Regions from separate parts of the Mus musculus genome. Here region 2 is linked to region 1. Evidence: chromatin contacts called from public Hi-C data. All regions are on one chromosome and are shown on one strand. The core of a region is the stretch at or near the end of the contact, and the rest is flanking DNA. Distances in the headings are between cores, read along the strand shown. Region 1 overlaps Lrmda (leucine rich melanocyte differentiation associated). Region 2 overlaps Lrmda (leucine rich melanocyte differentiation associated).

What was found. Hi-C and Micro-C count contacts between places; a contact is called where the count stands out from the background.
Region 2: a contact with region 1 is called in a Hi-C map of the N1E-115 cell line, with 7 times the contacts expected there. The contact joins two enhancer-like sites. A contact is called at or near these places in 1 of 15 datasets of contacts at CTCF or cohesin (the NIH/3T3 cell line), 10 of 484 Hi-C or Micro-C datasets (the N1E-115 cell line, cerebellar granule neurons, nephron progenitors and 2 more) and 2 of 9 other capture datasets (embryonic tail and embryonic trunk).

What each region holds. Positions count from the first base shown.
Region 1 is chr14:22,781,780-22,787,612 of GRCm38.p6, forward strand. The region is part of intron 5 of Lrmda (leucine rich melanocyte differentiation associated); the gene reads left to right. All of the region lies in intron 1 of Gm30926 (a long non-coding RNA gene), which reads right to left. Among named protein-coding and RNA genes, the nearest start is that of Gm30926, 17 kb to the right of the region's middle. Within about 2 kb of position 2,367, at least 60 of the 459 cell types and tissues checked have an H3K27ac peak or open chromatin away from gene starts, as enhancers often do. A contact at or near this core is called in the N1E-115 cell line, where this site is marked.
Region 2 is chr14:23,040,000-23,045,858 of GRCm38.p6, forward strand. All of the region lies in intron 6 of Lrmda (leucine rich melanocyte differentiation associated), which reads left to right. Gm10248 (predicted gene 10248) reads right to left here. Exons shown (of 4, transcript NR_033550.1): 3 at 1,124-1,198; 4 at 1-140. Among named protein-coding and RNA genes, the nearest start is that of Gm10248, 52 kb to the right of the region's middle. Within about 2 kb of position 3,437, at least 3 of the 459 cell types and tissues checked have an H3K27ac peak or open chromatin away from gene starts, as enhancers often do. A contact at or near this core is called in the N1E-115 cell line, where this site is marked.

The DNA.
Region 1 (5,833 bases), core at 1,117-3,616:
AACTCCAGTCTTCAAGAAGCTTACCAAAAGGACCTTCCACACAACCATCCTAGCATTCAGGACTAACTAATAGAGTCCTTTCCTACAGACCTTCAATCTCATGACAACACCCCCACCCTGTGGTTGCCTGCTATCTCCTTGAAGAGTTCACGGACTCCGAACTCACTACTGCCCTTTCTGGCCAAGGTAACATCATGGCCACTCAAATTCTAGGTGGAGGGATATGTCCTAATGAAGAGCCATAGTCTCTTATACTGTCAAGGAGCCATGGAGACCATCTTCAAGCTAGAAAGTTGAAAGATGATGGGAAGTGGACTAGAAATGTAAAGTTCCTTTGTTGGCTCAGAGTCATGGCAACATAAAGGCAAAGGGCATGCTGTGAGACTATCTCATGTAACAGTGGCAGGCTGGAGACAAGGTCAAAGGACCTGTTAGAGACAGACAGGAGCAATGATTTGGAAGACCTTGAATGCTCTCCACATGTCAGGTAAGGGGATGGCCCTTATGAAAGTCATAATTCTACCTCTCACAAGTAGTTGGCTGAGTAAATCCCTATCTGTAATCAAATCTGCCATGTGTCCCTGTACCCATAGCCCATAACTCAACTGGACAATTACCCCTACACCCCCCCACACATACATCCCTCCCCCCCCCCCCCACACACACACCATGGTTTTCCTTCAGTTCAAAGACACATGGTTGGACGAGGAATTATTATAGGGCCCTCTGCTGGCCTGATTTTCCAAGCAGATCTGGTTCATGGGCATCACAGCTCTGTGGGGAAGCTATGTCCGTCTGCCTTACCTGACAAAGCCTCTGAGTGCTGCTTACACTGCTGGACATGTGCCAAGTGGTGTACCACCTCAGAGAGAGAGGGAGGGAGAGGGGGGAGAGAGGGGGAAGAGAGGGAGAGAGAGAGAGAGAGGGAGAGAGAGAAGGAGAGAGAGAGAGAGAGAGAGAGAGAGGGGGAGAGAGAGAGAGAGAGAGAGAGAGAGAGAGAGAGAGAGAGCTGATTTGGGGTTGGGACAGGTGTGGGTCAGTGATAAACAGGTCTTTGCCCATGATTTTGTCTCTCCCTATGATACTGAACCCATCACTAGCAAAGAAATTTAATGCAATGATTTCTCCAAAAGCCATCGAACCCCATTGTAGCCCTGCCTGAACATATAAATATACCCTTCCTGAGGACATATTTGCATTTTTGGGTGAAAGAAATCCATATATATGGCAAAGATGTCTCTGTAATTATAGAAAGTTTATTTCTGTCCCCAGATGTCAGCAATCAAATTCCCCATAAATATATTTTGTGTAAATCTGTCGGCAGCTGGTCTCCATTCAGTTTTCTGGAGATATTAGCCTGTCTTTGAGTTTATGACAAAGTTAAAAATTATTCATTAAACTGACCTGCAGTATATTCAGTAACTGGAAAATTGCCTTGCCGTTCTATTTGGTTTGTAGATGTGATCACAAGTAAATTTTTAACTTAATTAATTGGCCGTTTCTGTTGACAAGAAATTTATGTGGTAATAATTTGCTCGAAATAGATGCCGACTGTAGGAAATGAGATATCCATCATGGGCTTGTGTTCCAGCAGCTGCACAGTGGCTATTATGAAAGTATTTCAGCCTGCGTCGACCCCAGTGTTTGTGCAGTCAAGATTATATATACCCACGATCCATGGCCTGCCAGAGAGGCGCTGGTGGAGGTCTATGATAACAAAGACTCCGTGATTTATGGCTTGCTGTGAAAGCAGAGCTTGATGAGATTAAACAATTTCATAGCACAAGTGTTTCTCAAGACCTGATTTGTAGTTGCAAGCTGATGGTAAATCACATTTATATATCTGCAAGCGTGCTCAGCAGAGGACTGCAATTACAGTTTAAGACAGCTACTTTTTATTTAATTTTTATCCTGGTTTTGTCTCTTTTATATCCCCCTTCGTCTGCAAACCGTTCACCTTCACAAGTCCTTTCGTGGTTAGGAGGCCAAAGATTGAAGTCAGTGATCTTCTTCTTGTCCTCTTGCCAGCTGGGAGGGAGGGGGGGTGGAGTTCTCAGAGCAGTGCGGACTGGCTCAAACTGGCTTTGACTGGTGTGAGCTCTTTGTTCTATTCTGTGTCCTGTTTGCCTTCCTCAGGGTGTATAGCAGACACTTGTGCTACTTGGCACACAGATGGAGGCCAGAAGCCGTCCTCATCCTGGTTGGGAGGGCATCATCTTGTACATGATGTCTGGGAAAGATGGGGATTGCTTTCATTTTGGAAGTCAGAGTGCAGTGTAGTAGGGGAATGAGGAAGCTCACAGCTGGCTCCCCTTGAATGTGACATTGGAACTGTGCTTTTCATGCAGACCCCTGAGGACTAAACTCTGGAACCAGTCCACTTAGTCACTTAGTGATCTAAAAAAAATGATCTACTGTGGCCTCATCTCTGTGCTAAGTAAGCAATAGGACAAACATCTCTGCCTTCCTCACAATACATGGGTGTGTGTGTGTGTGGCTAATAATAATAATGACAATGATAATAACATAGTCTTAAATGGTTGGTGCTTACATTACTGGAGGTTGGAAGGGAAGAAAACAGCATCACTCCTAGCTGAGGAGGCAGAGAGAATGAACAAGGCAGGGACTTACAAAGTAGATTGTAATTTAAGTAGTGGGAAGAGAGTTCTGGACATTGCAATGGTTTGTATAGTCGAAGACGTGGGCTCAACTATGATAATTGTATCACTGGATAATTGTAACAACGGTATAATAATAGCAGTACACATTTCCAGTACATCATCTTACTTACTCTTGGAAACCCAGACCTTGAACATTCTTGTGATCTTTGATTCTCGAATGTTTTGTTGTCTTTCACCATGGAATGGTGAAACGAGCAAGAAAGCATTGTGCCTCTAGGCCATCAGTCAAAGCTCGAAGAGCTCTGGCTGTTCACATGGGCCTGGTATAAACACAGTCACTGGGTAGAGGGACTCAGAGAAAGTCACAGGGACAGGAGGTGATGCGATGAAGAGGGCTGAGATGGGAGTGCACTTTGATGATGGAAAGAAAGAAATGCAGGAGAGACAGGGCAGGGGCAACTCCAAGCATTTCTACTCCTCACAGCATCCAAAAGAAGCAGCTTGATTTCACCTACCAGGACCTGTTTACAAATGGCTAACATTCAAACAGTAAGTCTGTGCTCTTTTAAGACACAGAAGCCATGGCAGTGTGTACAGAAAACCTATACAAGAGCTAGCACATTTTACTGGGCTCCACATTGAGTCTGTAACTGATTTTAGTAGGATAGTGAAGGAGGTGTTTTTGATTTCTGTATTTTCCCAATTCTGTACTAGTTGCAAGGCTGGTAGTATTTCTGCCTATTTTGCTCACAAACCTCTAGTGCCTAGGACAAAACACAAGATGTACTCACATCCATTAGATACGAGTTCGGGGATTAAGTGAATGATTTCATTCTGTCTGTGGAATATGGTTGGCCATTCTCTTCAGGATTCAGCTTCTCCCAAGCCAGACTGCTTATGTCTGAACTGGCCATTTATGAGACACAAAGGAAGAAATGCCTCTCCATTTCTTATGGTCTAAAAACTTATAATATCTCAATGTAGTAAGGAGGTCATTAAAGCCTGGACTGAGAACCTCTAATAGATGTATACTAATGTGTGGCTAATTGTGGTATGTGTATACACATATGCATACATACATGTATGTTTTCATAGATTATATTTTGTCTTGGCAACAAGAAAGTGGGTGAATTTTATACAGAACTTTACCCCATGTTCGTTTTGTCTTATATTTTTTATAAAGTGTTTTCTTTCTTAAATCCCCATCCTTTCTAGATATTTTTTTCAAAAAGATTTCTTTATTTTTATTTTGTGTGTATGAGTGTTTTGCTTGCATTATGTATGTACACCATGTGTGTGCCTGGTGCCCATGGAAGCCAGAAGAGGGCATTGGATACCTTGAGCTGTTTTGGCAGATGGTGGTAAGCCCTTGGTAGGTGCTTGGACCTAAGGACAGTTCCTCTACAAGAACAGCCAGTGCCCTGAACCACTGAGCTATCTCTCCAGGCCCATCCATGGTATTTTCTACCTATTTGTTATTCTAGGTTTTGTGCCCCTGGAGTCTTTTAGCTGGGTGCCTTCAAGCCCAGGCTTCTTCATCAAGACAGCACAGATGCTAAACTGACCAATGAAGTTCTTTATTGGGGAACAAGCCAATCCTCTATCTTTGGCCAGGCTTCCAGAAACCTGCTTGAAAAATCTGGGGAAAGCAAGAGAGCTGTTTCTCCCTCTAGGGTACTAGTGTATTAGCCTCCCAATAAAAGTTAATTGAATTTAATTTTATGTTTTAAGTGTGATGCATTTTAAAGTTCTCCCCAGTGCTAGAGTCCCCATTGAAAAAGCAGTAAATTCATATTATTAAACCACCAAATGTAATTCAGCTCAAATAAGCATATTTGGCAATCTTTATTCTGGGTGTGTGGGACTGACCTTGCCTTGAAACTAAATCACTCCATCCCAGACAAAGTCTGTTTGGAGTTAATTGAGGAAGCAGTGGAGAAGTGCAGTGGGTCACTCGGAGCTTTTTATTCTTTTTCTGGCTCTCACTCAAAGACTTGCCATGGTATACGTTTTCTAATGCCAGGGCCTCCATCCTTTTATAAACACCAATAGTTACCGCAGTGTGGGAGGTGATAAAGTGATGTAGGTCTTCCCTCTGGAGACTGCTCATCAGATGACCTGCTCTTCCAGCTCATTTTAATAGGGATAATTTGTTGCTGGAACATTACAGAGTAGCCTGTGGTAGGAGAAAGCACACTCGGCTGGAACTCAGACAACCTGAATAGTGAACCCAGCCCATCTATTAACCAGTAGAGTGACCTCAGGGTTGGAAGAGAACATCACTTCTATAAACTAGATGCTAAGAGGTTCAAACATTCAATTTAGGTTTCTTGACCACGTTGTAGAATGACCAGAGGGAGGATGGGTTAGGTGGTGATTCAAGGTCAAACTGGACAGAGCTTCAGGCTCTCAGACTTTTTGTGCCTTTGTGCCAAGTGGTTTTCACTACTCCAGTGGAAACCAACCCTCAAAGGCTGTTAGGAGTTCAGAATTCCCTGTTTATGTGTCTGAGACACCTGGGGCACACTCTTCCATATTGTCATGATATAGATGATGCATCAAGTGACAGCAATCTAATCTTTCCATCTTAAGAGAGTAGAAATGTCTTAGGGGATTTATCGGGGTTTTTACCTTTTATTCCCCTCCCCCTGCCCACCAAAATATGTCTATCCAAATCCATGTTGCCCAGCTTCTAATACCACAGCAGCATTTTGCTCCTTCATGTGAAGACATTATCATGGTGATAGATGACTGATCTGGCATCTTCTTTTCCAAAGTGACCAATGTGTTACATACATGAAACAGTGCTACTAGCATGTTATTCTGTTATCAGTGGCAGAGCACAAAGTTACAGATGCCTTGGATCATGATGGAGTTCATCCCATTTAAGCCACTGCAAATGTTAAATGCAAGTTTAAAAGAAAACCCACTCAACACACTGAGTCGACAGAACCTCATAGCACCTCACAGCCTAGCTTTAAATGTGTTTAGAACACCCAGTGTAGCCTATAGTTGGGCAGAATCAGTGACCCCAAAGTTTGCTTTGTGACAAAATTATTGCATAACTCATGGCATTCCTGAATAACTGTATCTACAACATCCTGACAGAAGCATGCCAGATGCTCCTGCTCACCCCAGGCAGTATCACTGTCCCTGCCCAACATCAGAAGAGACCATTGCACCAGTGAGACCGGATTGAAGTTCAAAGTTTC
Region 2 (5,859 bases), core at 2,187-4,686, 260 kb after region 1:
ATTCTATCAGCTTGTGATCTATCTCTGGACCAGTTTTTGCTATGTGATGGAGAAGGATGAGTTGAGAGAGAGATGATCTAGGAGTTTTTGGTGTTTATTATGTATTCTTCAAATTGGTATTTACTGTTTGTTCCTAGGAGCTGGAGGACATTGAAAAATGTTCACTTTAGATGAGCACTTTGTTTCTCTATGTAGAGTAGTACTTTCATTACCTTTGTCTCTAATCTTTGCCCAGCTTCCCTTTCCTCTCCTGTTCATTGTATTTCTTCTATCTCAGGGCCTTCCTCTGTGGATGCTGCAGCATGTAGGAGGAATTCCCTTCGTATCTCATTTCAATATGAAGTTTCGGGTCTTTCACTGAGGCAGAAGGTTAACAGTCCTTTCTCTCTGTACTTCAGAGGCGTAATTCCTAGAGAGTGTTTCAGGGCAAGTGGGGTGTAATTGCTAAATAATATAGTCATTCTTGTTTTAAATGAGAAATATTTCCATCATTCCTGATGTGTGTGTGTGTGTGTGTGTGTGTGTGTGTACATGGGCAGACCCTGAGAGATGAGGCTTCTGCAGAAAGGGAAGCTCCAGCTATCCTAGGGGAGTTTGCACATTTACCCATTTAGGTTTTAAATGCTGTGTTGCATGCTGGGCCTTTTAGGCACTTGGGATTATGTATAATAGATGACCTGCTTTTACAGGGATGCATGCTATACAGATGTAAATGTTATTATAGCTTTTATATTTTATGTTCTTGTTGAAAGATCATTTTGTCTTTGAGTAATACTGCCATTCAATTCTTTCTTGGGGGAGGGTGGCAGAGGAGGAGGGGGTTATCTTTAAAAGAGAATATGAACTCGATATTGCACATCATATATTTCTTAAAAGTAATTTGGAATTTTAGGGTCTGGGATCGGGGCTGACTGATACACTGCCGTGATGAGATATAACCCTTAGAAAATAACAGCACTCGCACATGCCTGCATCTGCCCAACCTCATAATTCACTTTCACATTGGATTATGGATGTCTGCGTTCACTGAGTCTATCTTCCCTTTAGGTATTATTTCAGCCCTTTGAGATAATAAGGAAAGTTTAATTGCGTTGTTAATTGATTTTTTGCACAACATTATTACCTTGATTGATTGCAGAGTTGATGAAAATGTTAGACACAGGCAGCGTGGAGTCTCAGCCGGGCAAGGAGTGGGAGCCTTGTGGAGAATAGATAACCTTGATGTTAAGGGCTATATCCTTCAGATATGTCTTCCCGTGACATATTGATGGCCCTCGAAAAGGGAAAAGCTGATTGTATGCAGAATGCAATCATTAAACCCACTTCAGTTCACTGTTGATTAATTTGTTTTTTTCCTGAAGGATCTAGTTATAGGGAAGGCCTCACTTGTACCAACCGCAACCATTTCCTAGGCCCCAGATGGCTTAACCCTCTAGGTGAAGAGAAGGAATAAGGCTGGTGGGGCTAAGTATGAGCAGAGGGAGGTGTTTGATGCTCACAAGGCATCTCCATCCCCTGGAGAGTGCTCGATCAACCCTCCAAAAGTATCAGTATGTTAGTTAAAGTGTCTATAACCAGGAACCCTTTGCTTAGGGTATAGGACACAGCCTCAATGGCTTGTTTAGTAAGGCTTATTTTCACCTTACAGTGGTATCTATGGATGACACAAGACAGGAAGGAATGTTGTTATTTAAAATTTCTATAAGCTTATCCCGTGCTTGGTGACTTGGGGTGTCACTGATCTGTCAGTGTTTGTGTCTGTCAGCTTTCTGTCACCATGACCAGATGCTTGGGACAAGTGACAATTAAAGCAGATGGCTTAGGAGATTCTATCTGTAATCAGCTGGCCCTGTTGCTTTTGGACCTGTGGTAAGGTGGTATACCGTGTAAGAACTTGCAGCATAGCAAACCATGCACCTTACAGAGTGGGTACAAAAGGAATACATAAAAGGGGACAGGTCCCTCTGTCCCCCTCTCCAAGACTATGCCTACAATAACCTTGGAGTGTTTGCACTGTGGTGACAGAATACATGAGCAAAATAAGTAAACGGAGAAAGGGCTTCATTTGATTCATGGTTTTAGTTGATCATGGCAAGAAAGATGTGGCAAAGAGGCCCATCTCATGGGCACAGGAAGACCAGGGAGGGTACACTCATATTTACAGATTTTGTCACCCTTTCCTGGATCCCAGCCTCTGAGATTAGGCAAGAGAGGAAATCTTGACGTCATAATGTTCCCCGGGAAAACCTTCACATGCGCTTCTCAGCCCCATCTGTTGCCAGTCAGCCATCATATCTAACTGCTTCCACTAAGGCTCCATTATGTGCCAACATCTGTGAGAGAGACTATTGTGTTAGAGGTCCATGAGGGACATTTATGATCCAAACCACAGCAAGATGGGCAGCAGTGAGAATCTGGAGGTCCCTAATACACTCGCCATTAACTTCTCTCCCTGCCCTGAATGACTCTTCCCTGTTATCACCATTACTGCCATGTCTAAAACCATCTTCATTGTCCCAAAATCCAAGTTGATTGAAAAACCTGGTCTTCCTTCTCTTTTCACCCATCTTGATCTATCATCAATCCCAGAAATCTTCTGCTGAGACCTAGGGTATAGGATACAGCCACTACAGCTTGTTTAGCAATGACCTTGAGGCTCGGAATACTGGTTTCAGAGGAGGGACTGGCTTTACACACTTTCTAATGCAATAACTCTAGAAAATCTCTGCATTCTAAGGTGGGTGGGCAGCTTCCCCTGGAGCCCCGTCACTTTAGATACTTTTCACTTATGGAACATTCTGTCTTGTTTTGCCCTATCTTCCCTCTATGGCTGTCCCCATTACTTATTCAAACCAATTTTTAATTGCATAGCATTGTTGGAGGCCGACCAAAAGTTACATCATCTTCCTGGGGTCATGTGGGCTTCAAAGGCAAGAAGAGAAATGGCTCAGGAACACCCCTTCCCTACCCCAGCACCACAGAACATCATGGTGACAGCCTCACTTCTCCTGTCTGCCCCACCTCCTCCATTACAAGTCTTTCTTCTCCTCAACTAACCACTGGTGCACAGGGAGTGTAATATCCACAGTCTTGGCCCTCAATTACCGTAATGGCTTATAATGAGATTTTGGCCAAGTAGCAGGTAGCTGGTTATTGCTTCCTGCTCAGCGTGGGCAATGTCTATGCTGTTAATTTGTGTTACTGAATGTGGCTCAGAGCTGGGCATCAAACTGTCAGAGCCAGATGTATTCTATTAGGCTATACTGGACAATAGGCAATCTTTGTTTTTCCAGTATGGAGGCATGTTAACTTACCACAGGGTGAATCCAGACAAATAAGAGTCAAACTAAAACAAGGGGGTGATATCTTAAGTCATCAAAGTAGTACATTCCAGGGACAGATAACACCTGGCATCACCTACTGTCACTACTGTTTCTCTGCCTGGGACTGCTCCATTGACAGGCAAAAAACAAAACAAAACAAAATAAAACCTTCGTAAGATTGCTGGGGAGACTGGTAACTTCATTAAGTTTTAATGAGGCTAACCCTAATGAAGGCCTTTCTAATGTACTTTGTATTTACTAGGCTTTCATCTTGAGCAAGAAATAGGGTCCAGAAAGTTTCTAGTGCTCTTGTGTGCTTCTTTGTCTTGATGTACACACATGTGTGCATGTATATATACACACATACATAAAAGCATGTGTCAAGAAGGTGGAGGATGGGTAGTTGAAGACATTCAGGAGTACAGTTTGTTAGTGTCCAAGTATTGTGATTCTGCAACAGTAGACTTTTGGACACACACTTTTGGACAGAGAGAGCTAGAGGCAGGGGTGGGAGAAAGAAGAAAGGAAGGAATGAAGAAGGGGGGAGGGGTGGGTAAGAGGAAGGGAGAGACAGACAATGTAAATTTCATTCAATTAGATCAAATATCAACAGATCCTCTTTGTTTTTCTTTGAGAGAGGCAATTTTGACTACCCTAGAACTAAGAAAGATTATGATATCATCTATGGAGAACCAGTTCACTTGGATTTTAATGGAGGGCAGACGGAGTTTGGGTCAGTGTGCTCAGGGAGGAAGCCCTTTAGGGGCTTGAATTACAACAATCTCAGTTGTTACTACATTTGCTTAATTTCGTCTGAGAGTTCCATCCTGCCCCTCCCTGACCTCTTTTCTAAAAACCTGGGTTTATTTTCAATAACTCCTTGGATAAATTTCAGCCCAAGGAAGCACACAGAACTGTAGAGAAAGCCCTGCCTCCACCTTTTGATGCTAGCCCTCGATGAGAACAGATCTGAAACCAAAATGTGAATGTCTTCTTAAGAGCACAGCCAGCACCCCTGTTCACACTCTGCCAGGAAACCCCACTTCTCAGGTGTGTTCATAGAGGGGCCTGGCAGCTTGGAGGAGGAGCAAAGATATCTGGAAAGCTGTTTTCCCAATTCCCCCTGCTCTGTACTTCATAAATCATGTTTTACAGGCTCACCCCCAGTCCTACCCCATTCTCTGCTTTCTTCTCCTGTTAATGCAATCAGCATGCCACTAAAATAAAACCCCAAAATGGGAGAAAGCTTGAATGTCCAAATATTGTGCATCTTTTTTTTTTTCTTATTTCAGTGCTGAAGTTTGAACTAAGGGCCTGATACTGTGCTAGACAAGAGCTGTCCCTCGCTTCAGTCAGTCATTACTTATCTGTTTTAGGTGCCATTTGTTTTCTGGCTGCTCTTGGGAAGCAAATAAAACTTCTATTTACTAGAGTGCAATACAGTAAGATCTTCAACTAGCCAGATTCTTTGTGTCTCTAACTTTAAATATGAATAAAAATGAGGGCATTTACTTTACCAAAGAAAAGGGCAGGGTGGGGAGGGGCCTTTAGGTTGTTCTAGAACAGACTTTCTTAAAGATCATTCTGCAACATTATCTGGGAATTTTCCAAAAGAAACAAATTTCTCGTCCCAGACTCAGACCCACTAAATTGGAAGTTTTGGGGATGGTCCCCATGGAGAGAAAGTCAAGGAGAACCAGTTCCTAGGGAGAGGACACCCAACTCTTTGGCATGTCAAATGTATGGGCTCCGAAGCACCCTTAGGCCATTGTGCTCAGTCCACAAATATCAACTTAGATATGGGGAGACGTCTCAGTGGGAAGCAAACCTGAGGAGTCATGTTCCATCTCTTAAGACAAGCATGCGTGATAAAGCCAGGCATATTGCTATGTACTTATCACCCCAGCCTAGAGAGTCCTGGAAACCCACTGTAGCTGAATGGGTAATCTGTAACCCCCCCCCAAAAGGCTGTCTTAAAAGATAGAATAAATTGAAAAAATGACAGATGAGGCTGCCTTCTGACTTCCATCACCAGTCTATACAAATTATTTGTTGAACACCTAAGATGTAGCTTGGGCTTGGTGGTGTGTGTGTGAATCTGCTGTCTGAACCCTTCTGAAGTCTGTGCAGAGGAAGGATGCTGTGTTTCTGAGTAGCATTCACTTCTCCCACCCCCACCCCCACCCCCATCTTACTTCCTGATTGTGTCATCCTCACTGGTAACCCTCAACTGCAGCCACTCTGGCAAATCTAGTGAGACTGTTGCTTTTATGGGTGAGAGAGAACTCAAAGTTTCCACTTAATCATGAGATAATAATCTAATTAATTAACTGGGCCCCACCTTTCCTTTGTGGCTGCTTTGTCACACGACTGTTACATTGAGAGAATGCCTAGAAAGAGGGCAGGAGCCCTGTCCTGCTTGCTAGGGCTTCTGCTGCACTCTGCGCTGTGTTACTTGGGGTGGAGGGAGAAGAACCAAGTAACTGGTTTTTGTCATCTTGGGTTGAATCCTCTCAATTATTTTCATTCCATGTGA